Linked DNA regions of Gossypium hirsutum: regions 1, 3 and 4 are each linked to region 2. A link is a contact called in public Hi-C data. All regions are on one chromosome and are shown on one strand. The core of a region is the stretch at or near the end of the contact, and the rest is flanking DNA. Distances in the headings are between cores, read along the strand shown.

Region 1 (2,700 bases), core at 87-2,586, 150 kb before region 2:
TGATAATTGAATAATACAAATAGGTCTTTATGTTTTTTATAAAGTTGTTCTATTAGTTTTAGATATTCTATTCTTTCATTTTTATCAGGTGTCTTAGTAAATTTATTCTTCCAATGTTCTATAAGTTGTTTATAGGATTGGAAATCATATTTTTGTTGATAAGTATAAGTTCTTTTTTGTTTTTCAGATTTTTTATGCTTTTTATTTTTAGAATATGATTCTTTAGAGGAAGTGTCTTCTTCTTTTGACAAAACTAATACTATGTTACTAGGGAAAGATTGTATGAAACAATGATGCTACGTCATCTGTATCACTTTTCCAATAGTTTTATCCCACATCAGCATTTTCATCCTAAATTTTAGTATTTTCATCCTGAAAAAAAATCAAATCTAAATTAAAATCTTGAAATTCAGGATGAAATTACTAATATGAAATAAAACTATTGGAGATGACCTCTTATTGTCTCAGCCACCATTTCAACCTTTTAGGTTAATAGAATCCTAGTAGACATTGAGAGTTTGGTGGACATTTTAACAGCCAAGGCCTTTCACAAGATGGGTCTTAAGGACACAACATTAATGAAAGCTAGTCCAGTATATGGTTTCGCCAATCAGCCAATCATGGTTAAGGAATCTATCACCCTCCCAATGGTATTGGGCAATGAACATACAGTCACAAAGATGATTGACTTTTTAGTGGTAGACCATCTGACTGCATATAATACAATCTTCGATAGGCCAATAATGTGAATGGCCAAGATGGTTGTGACCATTTTCTATATGATGGTAAAATTCCCAAAACCCTCAAGGGAAGGGTACTTGAAATGTGACTAGCGAAAGGCCTGAGCCATATCATTTTCCTGAGGCTTAGAAAAGAAATGATAGCTCTTTCTCCTCTTCCTCTTGCATCCTAGAATCATATTCGACAAAACTCATCGGTTAGGGTGAACTTGATTGACAAAAAGGGCATATATACTTGGAAGGTTTGGAAGTTAGGTCTGAAGCCAACTTTCCAAAGCTGAGGCTGCAAAAGTCACAAAATCTATCTTTATACTTAGATTGAGGATCAATTATTAATAATAATGAGTTTATGTTTAATGTTAAAGAGAGAATAACTTAACAAATATGAAATATTAGAATAAGTAGATAAAATTATTTAGAAAATTTATTTATTTTATTAGTTTTATTAGTACTCGCATTCTTTTTAGTAGAGAATATGAATTACTACATATATTTATACAGTTTCCAACTCCCAACTGAATTTGATTTGATGGCCTGTAACAAATATAAAGCCCAATAGAAGCCGAGAAAATCATATAGAAGCCCAACCCCTACGATGAAGCACTGTCCCAACTGGCAACTCACCAACTGCAATTTGGTCTCTCTTTTATTTCTGTAGCCGAACAGCGGAAGCAAAATCTTCGTGCCTCTTTTGGAACTAGGAGACCAACTGAAGCACCTTCCTACTGGTTTTCTTCGAATTCAAGGTATCAGTCGCATTCACGTTTTCCTGTTAATGGGTTTTCTTTATTTTATTTTCTATGCCATCGACTTTTTTCTTTCTTTCTTTGAGGTGCTCTTTAAAATCTGCCGCAATGTGTTGTTCCAGCCGTTTCTTGGGTTTCTCTATGGATTCAATTGAGATTATAGAATTATAGGAATTGTTTTTTTGTGTTGGATTGCGTATGGTAAAGAATCTAAAGTTTACTCTCCTTATGTTTGATGAATTGCCTAGAACTATTCATATCGGTATAGAAAAAGGGTACATTTGTTGTTAAGCTGTTGAAATTAGATGCTTTCATTAGTACATGGTTTGAAATTATTTTCCTTCACAAACAGTAGGAACTGATGATATATTTATCTAGCTTTGACATTTTAGAGGTGATTGAATAGGCTCTTTGTAAGTTTCCAGTAGTAGAACTGAATCTTGGATTTCAGCAGTTAACTAACATTAGTGTTTTCTCCATCATCAGGAAAAGGCCACTGAACAAGATGCTGTTGAAATCTTGATGTATGAGCGTTTACGTTTTGCATACGGCTTGCTTGAGGTGTTGATCTTTGTGACTTCTATCACCATATGGAATAAAGGCGTCATTAGCTAAATAATTCTTTCGTTTCCCTATAGCAGTTTTTACTGGGAGAAATATGTTTTGCTGAAAGGAGAAAACAAGGTACTTCAAATTTCACTGTTTAAATAGTATTTGATTTATATATTCTTTTTTCTTTAATTTCAAATTCATTAGAAATGTTTACTGATTGCACAAGTCAGAGAGGTGAACCAACATTTTTGTTAAAATGATTACCTTCATTGTTTAACTATTGACTTCACCTCCATAATGACATGTGGTTTATGTACAAAGTTTAGCTCAAATGAGAAGAGTGATAAATTTGTGGATATCAATTTAATGTGTTGCTTAATGATGATATTAGTGGGCATTTCATATCACTTAGCATTTAGTAATGATTGAGTGTTGCTGAAAATGTGATTTCACTGATTTGCTACCATGCTAACGTCTATTTATTATTATCCTAATATATGCAGCTTTTACCATGATAATTTGCATTCTCCTTATGATGGTGTGATGAGAAAGTTCCTTCATTCTGTTTCTTCTTCATGGAGAGGAATTGTTGTCTTCTTGAACAAAGATTTTTCAAAATTTCTCGTGATGGGTTTTTCCTGCAAAGATGATCAAGTTTGCTG
Region 2 (2,707 bases), core at 40-2,539:
AATTGAAACAAGAACTATTGAAGAACATGTTGCAAATTCTGTTGTGAATTCGCACAATTGCAGGAAGAAATTGGAACTAACGCAGCATACTTGTCCCACAAAAGCTTGAGCCGCGTTAAGTATGCAAAATCAGAAGAATCTCCCTAAGTAAGCATAGCGATATCACAATGGAGGAAAAAAATCTGTGAACCATCAATCTTACTAAAACGTTCTCTCAAATCTTGCCAAACAAGTGTTACACTTGAGGCAAAGTCTAATCCTGCCGAAAGCTCAGTATTGACAATATTGAGAATCTAAGAAAGAACAATTGCATTACAGCGATCCCATTGGGGATGAAGAGAAACATCAAAATCATCTCTACCACAATCTCCATTGACAAACCCTAATTTATTCTTCACCAACAACATGATTCGCATTGAAAACTCCAAAGGCTATAATTCTTGAGACCAGTTAGGTGGTGAGAAACAAGCAGACTTCCCGGTATATCAGATGGATGCAGTTAAAGAGGATGTGTGAAATTGATGACTGTAGAATCCATGGCTGAGAGACAACGACGCCATTATTGAGAACGCAAAAAGAAAGAAAATGAAACAAATCAGAGGAAAACCCAAAAGCAAAACAGAATGGCCCAATAACAAGGTCCACTAAAAAACAACCAGGCCTTATACGAACGAGTAACCTGCAAGGAAAAAATAAGCAAGATTGAAGAAATCAGCCATGGAGACCAAGAGAAAGATCGAAACTTGGGATTGATAGCATGTCAAAGATACAATACTTGCCATGTAAAGAATGCATCCAAATCTTCATTCACCACTGAATTAAATTAAAATATGTCTATTTATACTACTTAGCTAGCTACCTAACCATGCAACTAAGTCATTACTAATTCTTAACTACTCAACAACTAACTAAACTAATTTCTACATATGACCCTATTGGCATGCCAATTGTATTAAAATATTTATTGTATTAAATTAATTTATTAATAAAATTTATTCAACTTATGAGTATAAAACTTATCTGATACTTATGTGTAAAAATAAAATTATATAACTAAATAAATATTCTGGTCAAATTAGTCCTTATTAAGTAAAAAAATACACAATATATGATGGCATATTAAGAGATTAGCAATGTGGGAAAAGGGTTAACAATATATTTGATCCACTTGAAAAGAAGAAAATGTTTCATCCCAAAAATTTCGAAAAAAGGGGAAGAATTAATTAAAAGAAAATGGAGTTGAAGTAGTAAAAAGTATTGATTATTAGTGAAAATTTGCCCGCCCAAAATACAACTAAAACGGTGCTCCACCACCTCCGCATTAAATGAAGGTTACGCCTTTCGGTAGTATTGTTCGTTTCTTGCCTAATCCCCCCTCTCTCTCTCCTTTACCCTTTTCCTTTTATTGATTTCTTCCTATCATTTCTTTCCCCCTCTTCCCTCTCTACACGCCTAAGATACCTGAAGATGAATCTTTGTAATTAGTTTTCTGTTTCCTTTTTCTTTTTTACCGTCAGCAAGTGTTTGGAGAAATGCCAGAATCATGGCCACCTTCACCTCCTCCACCTATACTTTTGTCTCGCCTCATTCGTTTTTAACGCACTTCCGTGCTCGGGTTTTCCCATCCTGTTTCTGCGAGATTAACCCAGGGAACAAAGGGAATTCGGTGTCTCTGAAGCTGAATCTTGTTCGCGGGTTGGTGTTTGGGGAAGATAAGAAAAGGGTTTCTTGGTGGTCTTGTTGTTGCAAGAAAGGGTGGGACAACGACGGGGATTTAGCATTGGAGGCAGATATATTGGAGTTCATGAAAAATAGTGACAAACCTGAGGCTTTTCCAAGCAAGAAAGAGCTGGTTGATGCTGGGAGGATGGATCTGGTTGAGGGGATTAAGAGACAAGGAGGGTGGCTTGCTATGGGCTGGGACTTGGATGATGATGATGAACATGGATTTCAAGAAAAAGGGTTCCCAGAAGCTGGTGTTAAGGATTGGGACCTTCTGGAGAAGGAGAAGAAATGGGATAACCAGACTTTTCAAGAAAGGGCTCAAAGTGAAGCTGAAATTAGTGGGGCTTCTTATTTGGCTGTTAATTCTTCCAGCTCAACCTCCTCGTCTGGTAGATCACTGTGAGATCTTTAATTCTTGGGATTTTATTTGCTTAATGTATTTTTATTTTTCTTGTGTGGAAAAGTTAGTTATTGCACTTGTTATTCGAATGCCTTGTTGAAATTTATTCTTTGTAGTTTACCATTCCCGTGTTTAGAACGAATTGTTACAAATGTTTAATCTTTCATTGCTGTGTAAAAGGTGATTTGCTTGGACTTGATATTGCTTGTGAGATATTATTTGAAATTGATTGCGTTATGATGTTAAAAGAATCAATCTTTTGTTTATATTTTTGTGATGTTTGGGATATATAAACACAACTGCTAAGATAAATGTGTTGCCTTGAATGAGTTTATACTTTTTCCTGCAAACCAATTATCTCCTTTTGAAATTAGAGGAAAGGGGAGAATGCTGGAGTCCTGGGAGTTCTGTGTCCTGGGTAGGTTTTTGACAAAAGTTTTGGTTTGTTCAGAGAAGTAGCAGCTAAGGATGATTGTGGCGTTGAGGGTATTCTGAGTCGCTTGGAGAGAGAAAGGAATGTGAATTTTGGGATTGGTTTCAGAGACAAAGGTGACAATACTTGTCCCCAAACTAACTGTACTG
Region 3 (2,700 bases), core at 40-2,539, 130 kb before region 2:
GCAATAACCGTGAAGTTTAACGAGATTTGGGTGATTTATTGACGAAAGAATCAAAATTTCGTTGCAGAAAAATTTGGATGATAAAGTGTTGCCTGACTGGTTGTTTTTGTGAAGGTATTTAACTGCTACTATCCGGTTGTCGTGGAGTTGGCCCAAGTAGACTGACCCAAAGCCGCCGTCACCGATTTTGCGTTCTGGGTCGAATTTATTGGTGGAAGATTCGAGTTCTTCGTAGGTGAAAACGGGAGGGAGGAGACTGGCAGAACGGTGACGCCGCAGGAACAAAGCAGTGGGGTCTTCTACGGATTGAGATTTGAATTTCTTTGATCGGAAAAAAACAAAGGTTACTGAAAAAATAAGGAAAATGCAAGTTAATGTGAGGACAGAGGATAAGATTGCGATTCTATGAGTGTGATCTACGTGAATCAAAGTAGGGGAAATGGTGGCTTTGGCTTGGAAACAAAGGAACGGTTTGTTTGGGTCGGAGGAATTGAAGCCGCAAATGCCGTTCTTCAATTTACAGTCTCGGCAGCTAGAGAAGTAAGAGTCTTGAGCTTCGTCCCATTCAACTTGAAAACCCATTTTAAAGAAGAAATTTTGGAGGTAACCCAGGACATCAGGTTGGCAGCCTTGCTCGGGAAGTTGGCGGGTTGGTCCGCAGTCATTGAAGAGTTTGAGTGGGTGTTTGGTGATGCCACATTCCCAGGCACATTGGTCGCAGTTAGAGATATTTGAAGGGGAACAAGAACGGAGGATGGATAATCTAGAGCAAGAAGCATCGGAGATTCGAAAAGGGGAACCAGAGAGATTGATGTGAAGGAAATTGAAAGAAGAGCAAGGGGAAGTGGTAGTAGGGGGCAAAGGAGAGAGAGTGAGGGAAGTGGAGTTGGGATCGAAGTAGAGTAAAGAAAAAGAGAGGTTGTTAATAGAGATGGTGGAGGAAGGAGTGGAGCAATTGATGGGGAAAGAAGGGTGACCACACCCAGCAGAGAAAGAGAAAGGGAAAGGGGGTGGTGAAGTGAAAGGTGGGCATGGGGATGTAGAGGAACATGGATGATGAGGTAGAGTGGCTGCTTCTGTCACCACCCACTCAAAGGAGATGAAGAAGATGGTGGTTAATAATAGTAAGGAGATGGATGGTGGTGAAGGTGAAGGCATCAAGGGAAAATGGGAGAAGAGCAGAGTTTGCAATTGCAGTTGCAAGTGAGAGGGGTCATCAGTACTCGAAGGGGAATCTGGTTTCTAGTCCCTAAGCTATGAATTGCCTGGGTTGTTGGAGTCTTTGGGGGGAGGGAACAACTTGTCACGTGAACTCAGGCGTAGTTAAGACAAAAATCAAAATTTTAAAATAAAGCTGCCCCTACACGGTACATTACAGGGTCAAGGCCTTGTGTTTTTTTGCTTTCTTACTCTCTTCCTTTAGCTTTTATCAAAGCAAGCACTTTTACCCAAATAATATAATTTTGGGCCTAATTAAAGGATGACTTTGAACTTATTAAACTAAAGGTAGATCTAACATGATTGGATATTAGGAGTCATGATATCCCTTGGGAAATTTCTCCTTACCCTACGATTTGCGTGAAACACTCAAGTTCCACGCCGTTCACGGGACACTATCTTTTCCTCTGTCTCCCAAATTCTTAATAAGCAATAACATCTTTTGAGATTTTTCTACTCCTTTAAATTTTGTTAATTAAAAATGGATTTGAATGGATGTTATATTTACTTATGGTTAATGTAAAATTATGGTGACGATGAGATTAAATATTGTGGTGATACTATAACATATGATTAAAAAAAAAGCTAAACACACCACATATACCCAATTGTCTATCTAAACTTATCCTAAATATGGTCATTTTCTATAAATCATATGTCTATGAATACAACTTAATCATCATATGTTAGGAATAAGAGTTTCAGTTACTATCGGTTATTAGTTAACAGCTGTTAATGCTTCAGTTAAAGTTTGTTAGTTGAGTTTGTATGCTTTAAATACTTGTAATTGGTTTTATGTAAGCATGAATAAAAGACTGTATTCTTTGAAATGTTGAGAGTTTAACATGGTATCAATAGCCAAATTTTTTTTCCTTTGATCTAATAGTTTTCTTTTTCTCTTCTCTTCTTCATGGATATTGAGGCAATACCAAGGGCTGATACTCCGCGTCATTCTTCAAACACTGGTGGAGCAACTCAGTCGCATGATCTTGGTAGTGGTGGATCATCCATAGTTCATTATTTTGCCAAGCATGATACGGTCAAACTTGCAGAACATAACTTCTTGTTGTGGAAGCATCAGTTGTTGCTGATTCTTGAAGGTTACGGGCTTGAAGGTTTTGTCTTGGGCACGATTTCTGTTCCTCCTGCGGTTTTTGAAGAGGCTGATGGTCGTCTTGTTGACAATCTTGCCTTTCTTGTTCATAAGAAGCAAGATAAATTTCTCGCTTCTTGGCTTCTATCGACGATTACATATGAGGTTTTGGTTCATCTCACAGTAGCTAAGACAAGTTTTGATGTCTGGACCACTATTGAAAGAAGATTTGGTATCACGTCAAGTATCAAGATCTCGAGTATGCATCATACATTATACTCGATCAAGAAGGCTAGTCTAACCATTAAAGAGTATTTGTCTAAGGTGAAAAATCTTAGTGATAGTTTAACTGCTGTTGGTAGCGTGGTCACAGAAAGAGAACAAGTCAG
Region 4 (2,700 bases), core at 101-2,600, 170 kb after region 2:
AAGAAAACCAACAAAGGAAAGAGTGGCAGAAACTTACTGAAAGCCCAAAAGAAGCAAAACATGAGGAGAAGAAGTGGACAAAGAGGGACAGTAGAAAGTGGAGAGATTTTAGGAATATTTTTGGGAAATTAAAAAAAATTTAGAAAATCTACCCATAGTGGATTTTTCCAAGAATTTGATTTCAACACCACTTTTATCTCCTTGGCGCCATAGGCAAAGGAAATTGCAAAAATATTTTTTGCTTTGCATGCACAAAGATTCAAACACAAGACCTCCAGGTAAGATAAAACTTATCACTAAACCAACAAATTCATTCTTATCAATAATTGAGCAAAAATAATATATAAGTTAGATGTTCAAGAATAGTGGTTTGGAAATGATTTGAACAAATGACCTTAACACTTAAACAGAACACTTAACTAGTGAACCAAATTAATTTACTTGACATGATTTAACAATTAAAAAAATAAGAATTTTAGGACATTACATGTTGGGAATTAATTTGTAATAATTTAATAATTATAATTACTCATATTTATTTTTGTAATTGTGTTACACTTAAAAAATATTAAAATGTAAATAACTAAACATAATCTACACATCATATGAGTCGCAAGCTATTTAAACAAATAATAATCAGAAGGGAGAGTACTTAAAAAGTTGATACCCACGGCTTACTTTGACTTGTTTTTCACAGTGGGGACATTAATATCCCCCAAATTTGGTGAGATGAATTTGTTGAAGTCAAAATAACATATATTTTGGTTGCATGATGCTTTTTTTTCCTTCTAAAACTAATCATTTATTTACATCACATGTGTTTATAAATTTCCTAATGGATGATTGCGAAATAAGTGCCACTTGGAACATAAAAGACAAGTACAAAATCTTAAAACCCTGTTTACTTTTTCCTTTTTCATAAACTGGTTAATTCTATTTTACAACTTCATTAAAATAAATTATATATTTTATTAGATTATAAATTGAAATTCAAATAAACCTTCAAAAATTAAGGTTGAATTTTAAAAATGAGAAGTGTATAAGTTGTTGGAAATAAAGAACTTTTTTTATATAAAAATCTTAAAAGATATGATTATTATTATTGAGTAAAAAAGAAAATTAAAGACTAACTAAATAATGTAGACCTAAAACAATGAAGGGTGAGAGATGGAGTGCGAAGAAAGAAGAAACAGAGGGGATGAGAAGGTTGGTTATAATTAATGAAAAAGAAAAACCAAGTACGCACAAAATTAAAGGAGACGGATAGAGCAAAAGAGAGGTTATTGGTGAAAGCAAGTATTTAGTTAGAACACGGATATAAAGGGAGTTAGGAAAATTTAATTGAGGGAGTTAAGTGAGCGTTGAGTGATGCCACTGCTTCATTTATTCCTCTCATCTGCCCACTGACCCTCTCCCTCTTTGCTTCTTCCTTTTTGCCTTTAAATCCTCCCTCTCCTCTGCTCCGTTTATGTACCCACACCTCTTTTTCTTATCTTCTTAATTATTTCTCTATCTCTTGCAATATGCCTCCAGCCTCGCCCGATTTCTCCAGCTCTGTCAAGCTTAAGTATGTTAAGCTTGGCTACCAATACGTTGTGGATCATTTTCTTACTCTCTTGTTGGTTCCTGTCATGGTTGGTATCCTTATTGAAGTTGTTCGTTTAGGCCCTCAAGAGATTGTTAACCTATGGAACTCCCTCCATTTTGATCTTATTCAGATATTGTGCTCTTCTTTCTTCATCATTTTTATTGCCACTGTTTACTTCATGTCCAAGCCACGATGCATCTACCTTGTGGATTATGCATGCTACAAGCCTCCTGTGACTTGCAGGGTTCCTTTTGCTACTTTCATGGAGCACTCCAGGTTGATTTTGAGCAACAATCCTAAGAGCGTGGAGTTCCAGATGAGGATTCTGGAACGGTCTGGGCTGGGTGAAGAGACTTGTTTGCCTCCTGCTATTCATTACATCCCTCCAAAGCCAACCATGGAGGCCGCTAGAGGCGAGGCTGAGGTTGTTATTTTCTCAGCTATGGATTCGTTGTTCAAGAAAACGGGGCTGAAACCTAAAGACATAGATATTCTTATTGTCAACTGCAGTCTCTTCTCCCCCACGCCATCTTTGTCTGCTATGGTGATCAACAAATACAAGCTGAGGAGTAACATTAAGAGCTTTAATCTTTCGGGAATGGGGTGCAGTGCGGGGCTTATCTCCATTGATTTAGCTCGGGATCTTCTCCAAGTACACCCGAATTCTAATGCAGTTGTTGTCAGCACAGAGATCATCACTCCCAACTACTACCAGGGGAATGAAAGAGCTATGCTCCTTCCCAACTGTCTCTTCCGCATGGGTGGCGCAGCAATCCTGTTGTCGAACCGCCGCTCAGAGAGGCGGAGAGCCAAGTACCGACTTGTCCACGTTGTTCGAACCCACAAAGGGGCCGATGACAAGGCCTACCGATGCGTGTTTGAAGAAGAAGACAAAGACGGCAAAGTTGGGATATCATTATCTAAAGATCTCATGGCTATAGCTGGAGAGGCTTTAAAATCCAACATTACCACAATAGGGCCTTTGGTGCTTCCAGGGTCGGAACAACTCCTATTTCTTCTCACTCTGATCGGGCGTAAAGTCTTCAACCCCAAGTGGAAGCCTTATATCCCAGACTTCAAGCTGGCGTTTGAGCACTTCTGCATCCATGCTG

The links. Hi-C and Micro-C count contacts between places; a contact is called where the count stands out from the background.
Region 1: a Hi-C map of leaf shows a contact between it and region 2, with 4 times the contacts expected there. The contact joins the promoter of LOC107909587 here to the promoter of LOC107909583 in region 2. A contact is called at or near these places in 11 of 34 Hi-C or Micro-C datasets (anther, callus, leaf and 1 more).
Region 3: a contact with region 2 is called in a Hi-C map of leaf, with 1.6 times the contacts expected there. The contact joins the promoter of LOC107909586 here to the promoter of LOC107909583 in region 2. A contact is called at or near these places in 8 of 34 Hi-C or Micro-C datasets (anther, callus, fibers and 1 more).
Region 4: a Hi-C map of leaf shows a contact between it and region 2, with 1.9 times the contacts expected there. The contact joins the promoter of LOC107909579 here to the promoter of LOC107909583 in region 2. A contact is called at or near these places in 2 of 34 Hi-C or Micro-C datasets (both in leaf).

What each region holds. Positions count from the first base shown.
Region 1 is chrD02:62,845,884-62,848,583 of Gossypium_hirsutum_v2.1, forward strand. LOC107909587 (pentatricopeptide repeat-containing protein At1g05670, mitochondrial) reads left to right here and starts at 1,337. Exons shown (of 3, transcript XM_016837175.2): 1 at 1,337-1,486; 2 at 1,973-2,170; 3 at 2,542-2,700. The coding sequence starts at 2,685.
Region 2 is chrD02:62,999,454-63,002,160 of Gossypium_hirsutum_v2.1, forward strand. LOC107909583 (protein PTST homolog 2, chloroplastic) reads left to right here and starts at 1,290. Exons shown (of 8, transcript XM_016837171.2): 1 at 1,290-2,124; 2 at 2,577-2,674. The coding sequence starts at 1,544.
Region 3 is chrD02:62,870,243-62,872,942 of Gossypium_hirsutum_v2.1, forward strand. LOC107909586 (LEAF RUST 10 DISEASE-RESISTANCE LOCUS RECEPTOR-LIKE PROTEIN KINASE-like 1.5) reads right to left here and starts at 1,290. Exons shown (of 2, transcript XM_016837174.2): 1 at 1-1,290. The coding sequence starts at 1,158.
Region 4 is chrD02:63,169,347-63,172,046 of Gossypium_hirsutum_v2.1, forward strand. LOC107909579 (3-ketoacyl-CoA synthase 6) reads left to right here and starts at 1,351. Exons shown (of 1, transcript XM_016837164.2): 1 at 1,351-2,700. The coding sequence starts at 1,524.